Linked DNA regions of Rattus norvegicus: region 1 is linked to region 2. Evidence: chromatin contacts called from public Hi-C data. All regions are on one chromosome and are shown on one strand. The core of a region is the stretch at or near the end of the contact, and the rest is flanking DNA. Distances in the headings are between cores, read along the strand shown.

Evidence for each region. A called contact is a pair of places that touch in the nucleus more often than the background predicts.
Region 1: a Hi-C map of frontal cortex shows a contact between it and region 2, with 2.3 times the contacts expected there. The contact joins two enhancer-like sites.

Annotation. Positions count from the first base shown.
Region 1 is chr15:9,723,641-9,731,232 of GRCr8, reverse strand. It overlaps LOC120096911 (a long non-coding RNA gene), which reads right to left. Exons shown (of 2, transcript XR_005493832.2): 1 at 5,046-7,592; 2 at 1-1,162. Among named protein-coding and RNA genes, the nearest start is that of Trnas-aga36, 89 kb to the left of the region's middle. Within about 2 kb of position 4,437, at least 14 of the 93 cell types and tissues checked have an H3K27ac peak or open chromatin away from gene starts, as enhancers often do.
Region 2 is chr15:9,105,222-9,112,371 of GRCr8, reverse strand. No RefSeq gene overlaps it. Among named protein-coding and RNA genes, the nearest start is that of Ube2e2, 300 kb to the left of the region's middle. Within about 2 kb of position 2,086, at least 2 of the 93 cell types and tissues checked have an H3K27ac peak or open chromatin away from gene starts, as enhancers often do.

The sequences.
Region 1 (7,592 bases), core at 3,188-5,687, 620 kb before region 2:
GGACAGACCAACCTAAGTGCTTAAACTAGCACCCACCTTGTACACAGGGTCCTGGGGAAGGAACACATCACTCAGGGGAGTGTAAATCCACATTCCTGGGTCAGGGCCATTCATATCCGGCCCAAATAAACTCCATTTAAAGAGTTCTTTTAAAAACAAAATGTGGGGCTAGCGAGATAGCACAGTTGATTAGAGTGGTGACTGGCTTTGCAGAAGACCTGGGTTTGGTTGCCAAGCAATGCTGAGCAGCTCACAGCCACCCATAAACAGCTGTAACTGCGATCGAGGGGATCTGACACACTCTTCTTGCCTCTTCAGGCACCTGCACTCAAACACACACGCACGCGTGCACACGTGCACGTGCGCACGTGCGCGCGCACGCACACACAAGCACACACAAAATAAATGTACTGGCACAGTGGGCAAACAACTTGAGTCTCTTTCCTTCCAAGTCCATAGTTTTAGCTCTTCCTGGAAAATATAAATACACTCATGAGAGGGGAAGTGTAAACTCTCTAACTTGTGTGGTATGCTGTACCAAGATGACCTAGAGGAAGCTTTCTAGAGACTTCCACGCTGCACGTCCAGAGATCCTGTTAAAGCATAGCATATGAAGACAGGTTTAGCTGTTCAGTGTAGCATCTCTGTGGGCTGGAGACACCCACTAGCCTTCTTCAGGGCTCAGTGGTAGCATCAGGTGGTGTACCGGTGTTACGCCCAACTCAACACCTTTCCTGGTTCCTTCTCCCTAAGCCACTTTCCGGCACGACCAAGTTCTGGTGAGTGAGACATGAGAAATGATTTCCGAGAGGCTTCTGAAAGGTCTGTTGTCTGATGGACATGACCACTCTACTTTTCTCCCCGTGGCAGGAGATATAATGGCTAGGGTGGCTCCTGGGCCTTGGAAGCATGTGGAAAGTGGGTGACCCTGGCCTTGGGGCCACTAAACACATACCTAATGAGGACCCATTCCATCGCTATGGAAGGTCGAACCTGACCGTGGTTCATCCCTCGTGATGCCATCCGGAGCACTGCTGGGGTCCACTCCTGGAAGACTCATAGCATACTGATGCCGACGCTGATGCCTAGCTCCCTCCGCTGCAGGCCCCTTCCTTGTGATGGGAAACCCTGTCAGCTCTGGCCCTGTTCCGGAGTCCATGGCCTGATCAGGAAGGCAGAGAGAGTGAAGTCTGTTGGTATTCTGCCTAAGCTCCGCCCTCACAGCTACCTGGGAACAGCCAGGTATGCTCCGCCCCACAGTTGCCTGGCAACAGCCAGCTGTGCCTGACACTATAAAAGGGGCTGCTTGCCCTCTCTTACCCTCTTACTTCTCTCTTGCTCTTTGTTCTTCGATGCTCTTGCCCCCTTCCCCACTCCACAGGCCCATGGCCGGCCGCCTTTCCGCTCTTCTACTCTTCTCTCATTAAATCTCTCCACGTAGAACCATGGTGGCTGGGTGTGTTCTGTCCAGGCACCGGCTGAGATTTGAAACCCTAACCAGGTCTACCCCCCAACCCCGAACCCCAGACCTTCCACTGCTCCCTCTTCTAGCATCATGTCTGCAGGCTACCCCCGTTGTCCCTTTCTAGAGCCTACAAGCAAGCTGACAGCAAAGTGCACGTCTCATCTTGTCCTGTCATCTGCATTTTTGAGACACCTGAATCCATCCCGCCATGTGGGTTGCCAGTTTCTGTTATTTGAAATCAGTTTCTCTCCCAACAGACACGGTCCCTGACCTCCTATCTATACACTAGAAAAGCTTTGAGAAAGGGAGTTATTAGTTGCGATTTCAAAGTCTAAAACCATATATTCACTCATTTTTTGTTGTTGTTTGAACCTCTATTTAAAAAATAGATATAAGTTAGTTAGGGTATAGAGCATACACCTTTTTTTCTGGGGGAAAAAAAAGATCTGGAGCCAAAGAAGCTAGCCCACGAGTGTCCTTTCCGATTTTGGTGGACCCTTACACATGCAAGGCAAGCATTCCACCAATTACTTGCCTGGAAAAAACCTGCCTCCTACTGAATTGACTGTGCCTGCCTGAAACAGCTGAAGGACCTTGGCGTCTTCCACAGCGTTCCCTACCCCATTCAGGGCAGAGCCTTACAGCTCAGCAGCTGAGTAAGCTCTGAGAGGGGCTACCCTGCCCCAGGAAGTAGGGCCTTTTAAAGACTCAGCCCTACCTTGCAGAGAAACCTTTGCCAACAGGGCTCAGCCATGGAGCTCCTCTCCCTCCCCAGAGAAGAGGACAGAGAAGAGGACACTTGTCTTTAGAGTCAGACTCGAATAAATACTGTCCGATGTAGGATACGGGAGTCCGCACTGCCGACAGCAAACTCCCTGAAGAGGCCAAGTAGCACAGAGGCACTGGTGAGCTGAGCACAGCCTCTTCCTTCACCCCAGGCCTCTGCTGGGCTATTTCGTCCTTCTTGTCCTCAAGTCCCGTTGTCCTGACTCACTCTGCTAATCTTACACTGATCTTCAGGTGTTTTTGAGAACCACGGGAAATCCTTTCTGGAACAGGGTGGGGCTTGCGTAACTAAATGCATAAGCAATTCTTGTTAATACACGAATGCCTTTAAGCCTGCAAGGCTCAGGTTGCCTGGGTTCAGTAGTCAGTGCTGCTCTTTGCTGCCCTGTGACTGGGTGTAAATGTGAGCCCTAGTTTCCTGATCTGTAAGTGCCCTGGTATATATAGAGGTGACAGTTTGGGGAGGTAACTACACACACACACACACACACACACACACACACACACACACACCTCAGCATAGTGAGGCCTCTATAAATGCTCCCCTTAAAATTCTATGACTGCAGGCAGACAGCAGTGCCTAGCCCTGCCTGGTGGATTCCTGTCTTCAATAGAACAAGGCAGGACTTCCAGAAGGTGGCAGACGGATGACAGATGATCAGTATTACCACATCCTTGATAGATATTGCACTAGCTGGCCAGAGGGAAAAAAGCAGGCCCCAGAGAGGATGCCTGCAGGAAATCAGGGGCAAAGTGGATCAAGGGTATTGATCCAGGAAGGCATAGAAAGTGAGGGTGAGGTCTCCTCCCCTCCCCTGCCCCACCTCCAGAACATCAGAAGAGCAGTGTGTGTGTGTGTGTGTGTGTGTGTGTGTGTGTTGCTTGTGTGCATGTATGTGTATGTGCTGCTTGTGTGCATGTATGTGTGTGTGTGTGTGTGTGTGTGTGTGTGTGCAATTACAAGATAGTGATATAATTTCTTAGCGCTGCCAGCTAAAGAATTTGAGATAAGAGGAATCAAAGACTTGGGGGTATTGTTTGAAGCCTGGCCTGCCGGACACTACTAAGTTCCAGTGAAGTTTTGGTGTGAGCAACTGGCCCCAGACTTCTCTAACAGAAGCTCCTCAGGCCTAGGAAGAGACTCCAGCTTCCTCAGTCTTTTAATTCAACTGAGACTTCTCCATAAAATATGCAAAGCGCCTTGGAAGGAAAAAAAAAAGGCAAGCCAGATCTGAACAGTAATTGTTGTTGCTAATTCTGTCTCAGGCATCCTGTGTGAAGAACATGAACAACTGGGAGTGTTGTTTCTCCAAGGCCTAGAACTACAACCAAGACCCCCCTCCCCCGCCCCCCAGCAAGAGTAACAGAGGCTCTCTTGTTCGAAGTTCGAATTACAGCAAGTTTCCTTTGCACTGAAGGAGAGACTTAGCTGCCGTGTGTATCTGAGTGTTAGACATTGAGCACACACATATACTTAAAGCTATTTCCAATGTCTTCTGGAAATAGAAACAACTATAAAAAAAAAAAAAAACCAGCTTAAGATCACAAAAGCCCTTTAAAGGCTCTTTCTGGGATATTGGAAGCTTCCAGGGCTGCTGGGTATGGCTAATTATGTAACTTCTTCCACCATAAATCGCTACCAACAAAGTCAGCGGGTGAATCACACCCCTTGTATTGTAATGGCAGGATACACATGACTGTAAAGCCTTTCAACCCCTAAATTTCAAAGAGATGCTTGCGTAGGCCTTGCTTGCCTTTCTCACCTGCAGTTCATAGTGTGATGTCACGTGTTTGCATTGTACTTACAAAATGGAGAAGTCAGTCCTGGCTCCTGACCTCTGAGGAAGCTCACAGGGCTCTTCTAGTTTTTTTACAGAAGCCAAAGCTCTAGCTTAGCTTTAGAGTAGAGTCTTTGGATTTAAAAAAAAAAAAAGTTTATTTTTAGTTTATGTGTATGAGTGTTTTGCCTGGATGTGTGTTAAATGTACCATGTGCATGCAGTGCCCAAGGAGGCCAGAAAAGGGTGTGGGGTCACGTGGGACTGAAGGTGGTTGTGAGCGCCTGGTCTGGGTGTTGGGAAGCAAACTGGGATCCCGAGGAAGAGCAGCAAGTGTTCTTAGCAGCTGGACTTCTCTCCAGCCCCTGGGCGGTTGATTTGCAGTCATCGAAAACGAATCACTGTTTTCATAAAAATGTAGATGACTCATCAGACCGAGCTTGAAGCTGTCTCCAGCTTTCTTGTGGCCTTTCTTGTGCATCTGACTTCTGGGCCCAGAACCCAGGCACAAACTGGGTTCACACCCAGTTCTGGACATCTCTGAGTTAGCAGCCCCTGCACAGTCCACTTGGTGCTTCCTACCAGGTCTCCCTGTGAGCTCTGCTCACTCAGTCTTGCCTCAGGCCTTGCCACTCCAGATTAGTCTCTGCCAGTTGCCATTACGTGACACCAAGGGCCAGGGACTTTAACTTGAGAGCTTTATTCACCATCCTGGAGGCTGCCAGTCCAAGGCACCTCGATGGGCTAGTTTCCTCCAAGCTCACTGACCTTGCTTCCCAGATGGCTGCTCTCAGGCTGCCTAGTCCTGGGGCCATCTCTCTGTCCTCATCCCATTTTCTTATTAGGACCCCAGTCAGATTGGGCTAGGCCCCACCCCAACAACCTCGTTTTAACTTAATTACCTCTTTAAAGCCTCATCTCCGGGACACAGTTACAGCCTGTCGTTCTGCAGACTAGGATGTCAGTGTATAGGTTTTGAGGGAGACGTGGGTCAGCCTCCCCCATCAGCAAACTCACCTAGTCTCTCCCCAGTTCCTCTCAGGGGAGTACAGTCTTTCCTTTGGATTTTCGAGAGACGAATGCTTCCTGAAGTTTTTAGACTACATCACTCCCTTCTTGAACTTGGGCAAGTGAATCGGTCTCTTCAGAGATTACACCACACAGCTTCTGTCTCTGTTGGTTTTGGGCGTGAAGTTCCTACAGTCCCCAAGGCTCATGCGTTAAAGAAACAAGCCCCAGAGGGTGGCACTATTGAGCAGTGACTCAATCACAGGAGTCTCAACCGAGTACAGTGATCAATCCACTGAGGGATTCACAGACCAACTGGCTGTTAGGAAGCAGAGTCTAAATGGAGGAACTGAGTCCTTGAGGGTCTTCCTGGAAGCCCCTTCCTGTCTGCTTCCTAATTTTAATGAGGTGAGGCCAGATGAAGGCATTAGGTGGCCTGGAACTGGAGTTACAATGCATAGTTATGAGCTATCTTGATGTGGGTCCTGGGCAATGTAGTGCCCTCTCTTAGACACTGGGCCACCTCTCCAGACAAGAACCGGAGTTTACTTTTCTATCTAAAACTAGTTCCTGATACTGAACTCTAGGGGAAAAAAACAGTGAATATTTTCCTCACCTCGGTTTCCCCAGAGATTACATTTTAGCATTCTATAGTTTTCTAGAACGTTCCTGTAAACATCTGGCAGGTTGCTATAAGCATTATGAGACAGCTGCCCAGTCACCTATGGCTGAGACACGTAGGGACATGGAATGGACAAAATTATCAAAACCGTCTTCAGACTGTAGTCATATCTACATGCTACACACTTAGGTTATAGAAAAAAAAAACCTGGAAGTTCTGTGGACGGAAATTCGAAGTGCTCTGTTAGATTTATATCGATTTTTAGAAAAATTAATTCACAGCTTGGGAGACTCAGGCACAACCATGTCAGCAGAACAAGTATAGCACAGATCATTAAATACTGTGGTTTCATCAGCCTCAAAGAAGTACTTCCCAAACATTTTTAAAAACAAAACTGATATAGTAACCACTTTAAGGTAGAATTTTTTTTTTTTTAATTTTCAAACGTTTTCAAGTGTCTTTAAACTTCAAATTGCATTTGGATTGGAATTCACAATTTTTGCTGATGTGCTAGAATGTTCTAACTGATCTCTTTGTCTGAGACTCTGTGACTCAGGAAAGAAAGCATATTCTTCGGGGGACGTAAACCTGGGTGGACATGGCTGAGTAAGGAGTAAAGTGTGCTACCCTAAGCCATGGCTGCCTTGGAAAGACCGATTGAAAGACATCATCTGTTGTTTGGTTCTTATTTCTCATTTCATTCAGAACAATTGGAAAGCCGGAATAGCATGCCGTCCTGTCCTCTTGGGACCCATGTCCTCATTTGTCCAATGTCTTTCCTGCTGACTTCAACACTATATTACACCTTTGTATGAACGCAATGCCAGGCCAGATCGGTAGCAGGTAGAAGCGAGGGAGCGCATGGTGCCACTTTGAATTTTAAGAGGCAACCAGAATTTTTATTAAGAAACTGCTGGTTTTAGGTGACACCCACCAGTCATTACTTCTTCCTCTCTGCTCTTAATGACTGTCTTAGCTTTTGGTCTTCCCCAGCGGAGGGAGCCATCACTCATCAACCCAATTAACTCTCAAGATCAAAGTATGCAGGCAGAGCCAGGACTTCTGGGATGAGAAGGGAGCTTAGCAGGCTTTTCAGACACTCACAGCTAAGGAGGGGAAAATGGGAGGGGGCAGTAAAAAAAAAAAAAACCTAGAAAAATTTAAAAGGACCTACAGGAAACAGGAGCGGTCACTCAAGAAAGTCTATGAAATCTTAAAAGTGTGGGCTGTGAGCTATATCCTGCCTCATCTACTGCCTCTCTGGCTCTGTGTTATGAAGTGTTACCTTCCCTTGGCCCTCTTACCTCGCCAGCTCCCAGCCTGGTCCTGTCTTAGGAAGCTCTCTTCCAGCAATGCATCTTGGGGAGAAGGGCCCCTCTCTGCCCGCCCACCTCCCTCAGATGATACAGGTTGAGAATAGATGGGTCTCTATTGCTTCCACCCGCAGCAGCTCTCTCACTGAGAAGGCGAGTTCCCATGCTGAGGAGAACAAGTCGTTTTCACTCTAGCACACGCACTAGAAAAAGAACATTTGTCACTCCGGGGAAAGGAAGCCTTGACAAAATTATCCAGTTGGACAGAGAGCTCAACCATTTACTCTAGGGATTAACTTCATTGGAAACAGGGAGAAAAGTCATTTGAAAGCGTAGAGGGCCTGATGAGCAGCAAGGATGAGGCCCAGGGAAAGCTCTGAGAGGAGAAAAAGTGGCCAGGCAGCATAAAGTTTAGTAAAAAGAAGCAGTGGGGAGCCGACTAAGAAGAACTTTCTCGGAACGCAGTAGCGAGGGAAGGCCACAGGAATGCATGGTCAGGGTTGCACCCATGCGGGAGCTAAGGGTGTGGACAGACTCCAAAGCTTCTCAAACTTCAACAGGAAGAGAGAGATACTGGGCCTGGTTTGAGCATTTGAAACTCTAAACCCGACCCTCAGTGAC
Region 2 (7,150 bases), core at 837-3,336:
TTCTCTATAGGATTCATTGTCCCTGACCTTAAGCTGAACTACTGAGCAATAGTGATTAAAAACTTCACAGTATTGGTACAGAAACAGACAGATTGATCAGTGGAATTGAATCAAAGATCCATACATAAACCCACACACCTATAGGTACTTGATTTTCAACAAAGAAGCCAAAACCATATAATGGAAAAAAGAAAGCATTGTCAACAAATGCTGCTGATCTAAGTGGATGTCTGCATGTATAGACGAATGCAAATAGATCCACATTTATTACCCTGAAGAAAACTCAAGTCCAAGTGGATCAACAACCTCAACATAAAACTAGATACATTAAATTTAACAGAAGAAAAAGTGGGAAATAGCGTTGAACACACTGATACAGGGGACAATTTCCTAAATAGAACACCAATGGCCCAAGTCATAAATCAACAATTGACAAATGGGACCTCATGAAATTGAAATACTTCTGTAAGGCAAAGGATATTGTCAACAGGATAAAAAAAAGCAGCCTGTATACTGGGTAAAGATCTTCACTAACTCTACATCTGACAGAGGGCTAATATAAAAAACTCAAGAAGTTAATCCTGAACAAACAAAATAATACAATTAATACAGAGGCGAATGCTCACAGTCAACCATTGAACTGAGAACGGGGTCCCCACTGGAGGACTTAGAGAAGGGATTGAAAGAGCTGAAGAAGTTTGCAACCCTATAAGATACAACCAGGCAGAGCTCTCAGGGACTAAACCACCATCTAGAGAGTACACATGGACAGACCCATGGCTCCAGCTGCATATGGAGCACAGGATGGCCTTGTTGCGCACCAATGGGAGGAGAAACCCTTGGTCCTGCCAAGGCTGGATCCCCTAGTGTAGGGGAATGTCATGGCAAGAAGGTAGGAAGGGGTGGGTGGTTGGGTGGGGGAACACCCTCATAGGAGAAGGGGGAGGGGAGATGGGCTAGGGAGTTTATGGACGGGGAACTGGGAAAGGGAATAACATCTGAAATGTAAATAAAGTATCCAATAAAAAAATCTTTAAAGGGGGGGCATAGGGATAAACAGAATTTTCAACTGAAGAATTTTGAATGGCTGAGAAGCACTTAAAGAAATGCTCAACATCCGTAGTCATCAGGGAAATGCAAATTAAAATGATCCTGACATTTCACCTTCTACCAATCGGAATGGCTAAAATCAAAAACTCAAGCAACAGCACATGTTAGAGAGGATGTGGAGCAAAGGGATAAGTGGATATTAACTATAAAGTACAGAATACCTATGGTACACCCCACAGACCCAAAGAGGCTAAAGAATTAGGAAGGGCAAAGCAAGGATGCTTGAGTTACACTTAGAAGGGGGAACAAACTAGTCCCCCCCAGGCTATGGCAGAAGGAGGGAAGAGACTGAGTGGAGAGGTGGGGTCAGTTGTGGAGAGAGGAGAGGTGCCTAGATCACCAGAAGAATGAATGGGAATCTATCTTCTGGGCATGGGGAGCTGGGTGGGAGAATCTCCAGTATGTCCCAGAGACCTGGGATAGGGGAGGTTCCCAGGAGTCAATGCTGGTGACCGTAGCCAAGAAGCCTAACAATGGGAACATGGAACCTGAAAAAGTCACCTCCTATAGTAAGGCAGGACCCCCCAGTGGAGGGGTAAGGACACCAAATTACCCGGAAAGCTTTCACCCCCAAATTTATCCTGTCTAAAAGAAATGCAGGGGTGGAGCAGAGACTGAGGGAAAGGCCAACCAAAAACTGTGCCAGCCCAACTGGAAACCTGTCCCATAGGCAAGCACCAATCCCTGACATTATTAATGACACTCTGTTATGGGCAAAAACAGGAGCCTAACATTCTGTCCTCTGAAACCCGCAGCCAAACACTGGCCAGAGGTCAGGGACAATTATGGAAGTGTTGGGGGGAAATTGAAGACCCTGAAGGGAAGGGGGAACCCTCACAGGGTTAATTAACTTGGATCCCTGGGAGCTCTCAGGGACTTAGCTACCAAGCACAGAACAAACATAGCTGGAACAAGGCCCCCAACATATATAAGCAGACATGCATTTCAGTCTCCATGGCTGTTGTGTGTGGTCTCAGTGAGAAAGGATGTGCCTATTCTGGCAGAGATTTGATGTGCCAGGGTGGGTGGACTAACCCAGGGTGGGGGGGCAACCCTCTCAGAAGAGAAGGGGATGGGAGAAGGAGATAGGGGAAGGGACTCTGTGAGGGAGGACCAGAACAACTTTGGAATGTAAATAAATAAATACCTGGTAGAATTCAATGCTGATGGTAAAAAGAAAGAAAGAGAGAAAGAAAGAAACAAAGAAAGAAAGAAAGAACAAAATGCAATGTTTTTCTCAAGTATCCTGTTCCTCCAAACTCTGTGTAGAGCAGGCCGTGGGAACAAGGTCACTTGGCAGGATACATGAACTTCTGAGGCTCCTATAATCATTTAATTAGATGAAACAACAGAGCCAGGAGATCTTGGCTTGGGTGACTTTTGTTTTCCATAAATTATGGGACAGATATATTTTTCTTTGTGGAGTGGAACTAACTTTTTTCTTCCTTTGGCCCCAACTGTCTATGATCTCTCAGAATGTTCAAAAGCTTGACCATCTCTTTTGTCTGGCTTATTTGATATTTGAAGATGCATGGAGGTGTGGTTGGAAAGCCTCTCCTCACTTCTGCACACGGAATTTGCATTTTCACAAGCCCTCATGGCTGCCATTTCAAAGAACATCATGCCCAGAGTTCCAGACTTGAGGCAGGCTTAAAGAATTGGCACAGAAAGCTCAGCTTGTTTCCTTATTTTCATAAAGCAAAAATGGCTTGTCTAGCTTGCAGTCTGCAGCCATCCCAAGTTGGGAGTCATTACATAAAGTGGGACTTCAAAGTTTGTCTTTCGTAGGTTTCTGTGCATTCCTCCTCCAGTTACTTTTTTTGTTCATTAGAAAAAATGTTATTTTTATTTTCAATTATACTTATTTGTGTATGGCAGAAAACAGCGGGCATGCTGGCAGGAGTAGGGAGCTGAGAGATCACGTGTCAACCACAAGCAAAAGCAGAGATCTTAAACTGGAACTGGGTGAACCTATGAACTTGCAAAGCCTGCCCCTCGTTTCTCCAGCAAAGCCAAACACTTCACCAAACAGTGCCACCAACTGGGGACCAAGTATTCAAATATCTGAGCCTATATTCTTTTTGGGGGGGTTATTTTTATTTTAAACAATACAATATAAGCTCAAATATAGATAGGATACCCCTGAAGATATTAGATTACATTTTATAACTTATAATTATATTTTATTTCCACTATATATTCAATACCTGCTTCTATTTCTTCAACAACTTAACTCTAAATTATGTACTGTGCACTTGTGGTTCTAGTTTATGAGCCTATATTCTTATTCATAGAACAGTAACTGTCAACTTTTGCTCTGACTTTCCTAGCTGTCTTTGCAAGTGGAGATGTATTATTATCAAGAAAATGCTGATGCCTTTGTATTTTTTTTTGTCCATATTGGATCTGTGGCCATGAGAGATACTATGAGCTCAGTTGTTTCTGATTATAATATATATTCACCTACTACGTGCTTACACAAACTGGCTAGGCTTGAGTGGGCACCAGCATGTCCATAAACAATTATGCATCTGCCACCTGTGATGTCTCGAGGTCCAGTAGTGTCAGAAAACCCTGCTGCTAAGGTTGAAGTCTGATATCACTGGAAAGCCTTGAGCTCGGTGCAAACTGGTAAACTCCCTTTGTCAGAGGGGCTTCTCCTTTTCTCCCTGGGGTATCCTATAACCCACAGTACCTACCTGAGGAATGTCATGCAGCCCCACACCCGAGATTCCTTGAATGCCTCCCCATGCTAATGAAGCATCTCAGTATCTTAACCTTCAGCCAATGCCCTTTGCCCACCCTGGATATTCTACCCCATTCCCCCAAACTATATAACCTTTGGTTCACCCTGAATAAAGTGTATGCATAGAAGCACACCCCAAATAAGGAAATGTGTACAAGCTAAGATAGATTCAGAGAGCTGTTTGTTTCATTGAAGATTATTGGAGAAGGCCTTTGCCTGAAATAGCTGTAATACTAAGATCACTGGAGAAGGCCTTCTCCATCTTCTTGCCCCATTTTCTTGCCCCCAGGATTTACTCTCAGATAGACCAGTATCCTGTAGAACTCTACCTGTTATGATTTCTACTTCATCATTCATGGACACCCTGAGCAGGAGAAAGTGGATGATCTCAATACTATAGTTAGACCCTAAAACATGCCACACAGCCCTTGAGATGGTATAATCAATAATTGAAGAATGTGGCCATGGCTTCTTTTCTGTCACTTCAGCAGAGGTGTTAAGTCTGAGTCCCTTCTCTTCAAACGTGGCTGGGTGTCTTGTAGCTCTGATACAACAAGAATAGCAGAAATGTTGTCCACAGCGTCTGAAGGTAGAGAATCTCAGGCCACCTGTAGTCCCCAGCTCTCTAGCACTATTTGGCTGCTCCTTTTGGGATGCTTCCACACAGACTCAGTTATCATGGTAACTAAGTTAACTGGGGTCCTTCTAGTTGAGACTCCAGGCACTGTGGAACAAAGATCAACCTGTCCTAGTGGTGCCCATCCAACCCCTGCTTTTTACATTAATAAAATGCTGGATGAAGTGACTTGATGTTTCTCCTTCATTGTTGTGTGATAATACAGGTGGTTCTTGGGTTCTCTGATCTGTGTTGTCACAAGGGATGAGAATGACATTTTATTATCCTCCTCCTCCTCCTCCTCCTCGTCCTCCTCGTCCTCCTCATCCTCCTCGTCCTCGTCCTCCTCCTCCTCCTCCTCCTCCTCCTCCTTCTTCTTCTTTTTCTTCTTCTTCTTCATCTGAAGGACCCTCACCCTAGGTTCATGTTGTGAATAAATGGGTGGCACTGCTTTGGGAGGCTCTGGAGCCTTTGGGAGGGGGTCTGGCTGTTGGGAGAAGTTCATTAGGGGTGAAATTCTTTTTCTAGCTTATGCTCTGTTTCCTGGCTATTGTAATGTGAGAAATGACAGCCACCTGTTATGCCAGCAGGAACACTGCTTCTGCTTCTGCTGCCAAAGGTGGAACCACTCTGCCATGCCATCCCCACTCTGATGGACTTCAGTTCTGTGTAGGGAAGGTCCTGCAGGCACAGGGATAGCTACCTATTCCTTCCTTAAAGAAGCAGCTGCCATGCCTCTGTGGTTGCCAAGCACCTAGAATGATGCTAGTGCAGGCAGGAACTGGATTTTGAATTTACATCTAATTAGCTTAAATTTAAACAGCTTTGTGTGGTAATCAGTTACTATATTGGCTAATATCGCTGTAATTTGATATGCTCAACCATAACTGTATTTCAGGGATCATTGCCCAATGAATGTAACCTACTCAGCTGAATTCTTGTGTGACTCTCCCTGCCCTTGGGGATTGTTGGCCAATGTTGGTCCACAAGGACAAATGGAGTGGAGAGATGGACAGGTGCGTGCAACAGAAGCTCTTCGAGTACTTATGCTAATGACAACAGGAGCAGGTGCTGGGAGACGATGAACTTCACTTGGGGTGATTCAAGTGCTATGTAGTTTTAGGGACAGGGGTGGGAGGTAGAAGTATCCCAGGGTGGGAAGTCAATTGGCTGAAGGCTTCGGGCACTGAGATTTCTCATTAGCATGGAGACACCATTCCAGGAATCTCAGGTGCTAACTGAATGGGTTTTTAGGAAGAGTCAGGATGGGGAAAGGGATGTTGAACCTGTGTGACATTCTGCAAATAGAAGTGTGTGTGTGTGTGTGTGTGTGTGTGTGTGTGTGTGTGTGTTAAGGTCAGTAAAGGTAGTCCTCCATTTTGGGCCATTCCCAGAAGGCTATCCAGACAATGGTACATTTTGTCCTTAATTAGCAGGCCAACACTCTTGTTTCGGAGGCTGTTGTTGTTGTTGTTGAGGCAGATACTGAGTCTTGTCTTTCTTTCTAGTGGACTTTGAAAACTTCATTCCTAAGTAGAACATGGTTCTTCAACTAAGAGTATGCACCTCTTTTCATCAAGGGTGGGGACGCTGTAAAACCTGTGGAAGAAACACTTCGAGGAGTTGGATCAGTGGTTAAAAGCACGTGCTACCTTAGCAGATAACCCAAATTTAATTCCCAGCGCACATACACAGGACATCTGAGATGTGTCTGTAACTTTAGTTCCAGGGGATCTTATGCCCTCTCTGGCCTCTGTGGGCACTAAATGTACACGATACACAACATACAATAAACATAGAATATGAATAAACTTTGAAAAGGAACCCTTCAATTTATTTAGTTTCTATTATGGATCGGCTAACACTGAGTGCTTAATTAAATAACGTATTAAGCAAATGTAGTCATCTACTACACTTCTAACAGAAGCATGGCTTGCGACTGGTTCTGGGGATGCAGCAGTGAGCAGTCTGTGTTAATGGAGGAACTGTGTCAAGAAGACAGTTAACGCACGTATGTGGTACAACAGGTGTCGGAGGGAGGAGGTGAATGCTATGGGAGAGGAGTCAGGCTAGGATCAATGCAGAATATGTTTTGAAATGGAAACGGACTAAGGCATCACAGCACGGGTTTGTAAGATGACCCAATGGGAAGACAGCAGGGAGCCATGGACTTCATGAGAGGCAGGTCTTTACACCGAAGGAGAGGAGCAGCAGCAGCAGCAGCAGGTTACTTAGGATTGGAGAATGTGTCAAGGATAGCAAGAAATCTGGTGAGGGTGGGCAGGAGGGAGCAAGCAGCGTGAGTGCGAGCAGTGGACAAGGACAGGGAAAGGAGTGAGCAAGGGCAGGGTAATGTGGGCCTTGCAGGGTTTGTTCCTTGTGGAGTGAGAGAAGCCTTGGATGGATTTCAGCAAGAGAATGCTGGGATCTGAAGCTGGCAGTCAAGGACTTGTGGCTGCCATACAGAGGACAGATGGTAAAACTGCCAGGGTGGGAGGCGGGCATCCAGGTAGTACCTACCCTGACAATCTGTAGGTGAGGCAGGCTAACGTGCAAGAAACAGGTAGGGCAAAGGCCTCAGACTGCTGCAGTGTTGATGTATCAAGTTTGGGAGACTTTTGTCTTTCATGGCTTGCTCTGGGTTAAAGAAAGGCATCCTGGAGGTGGATAGTGAGATC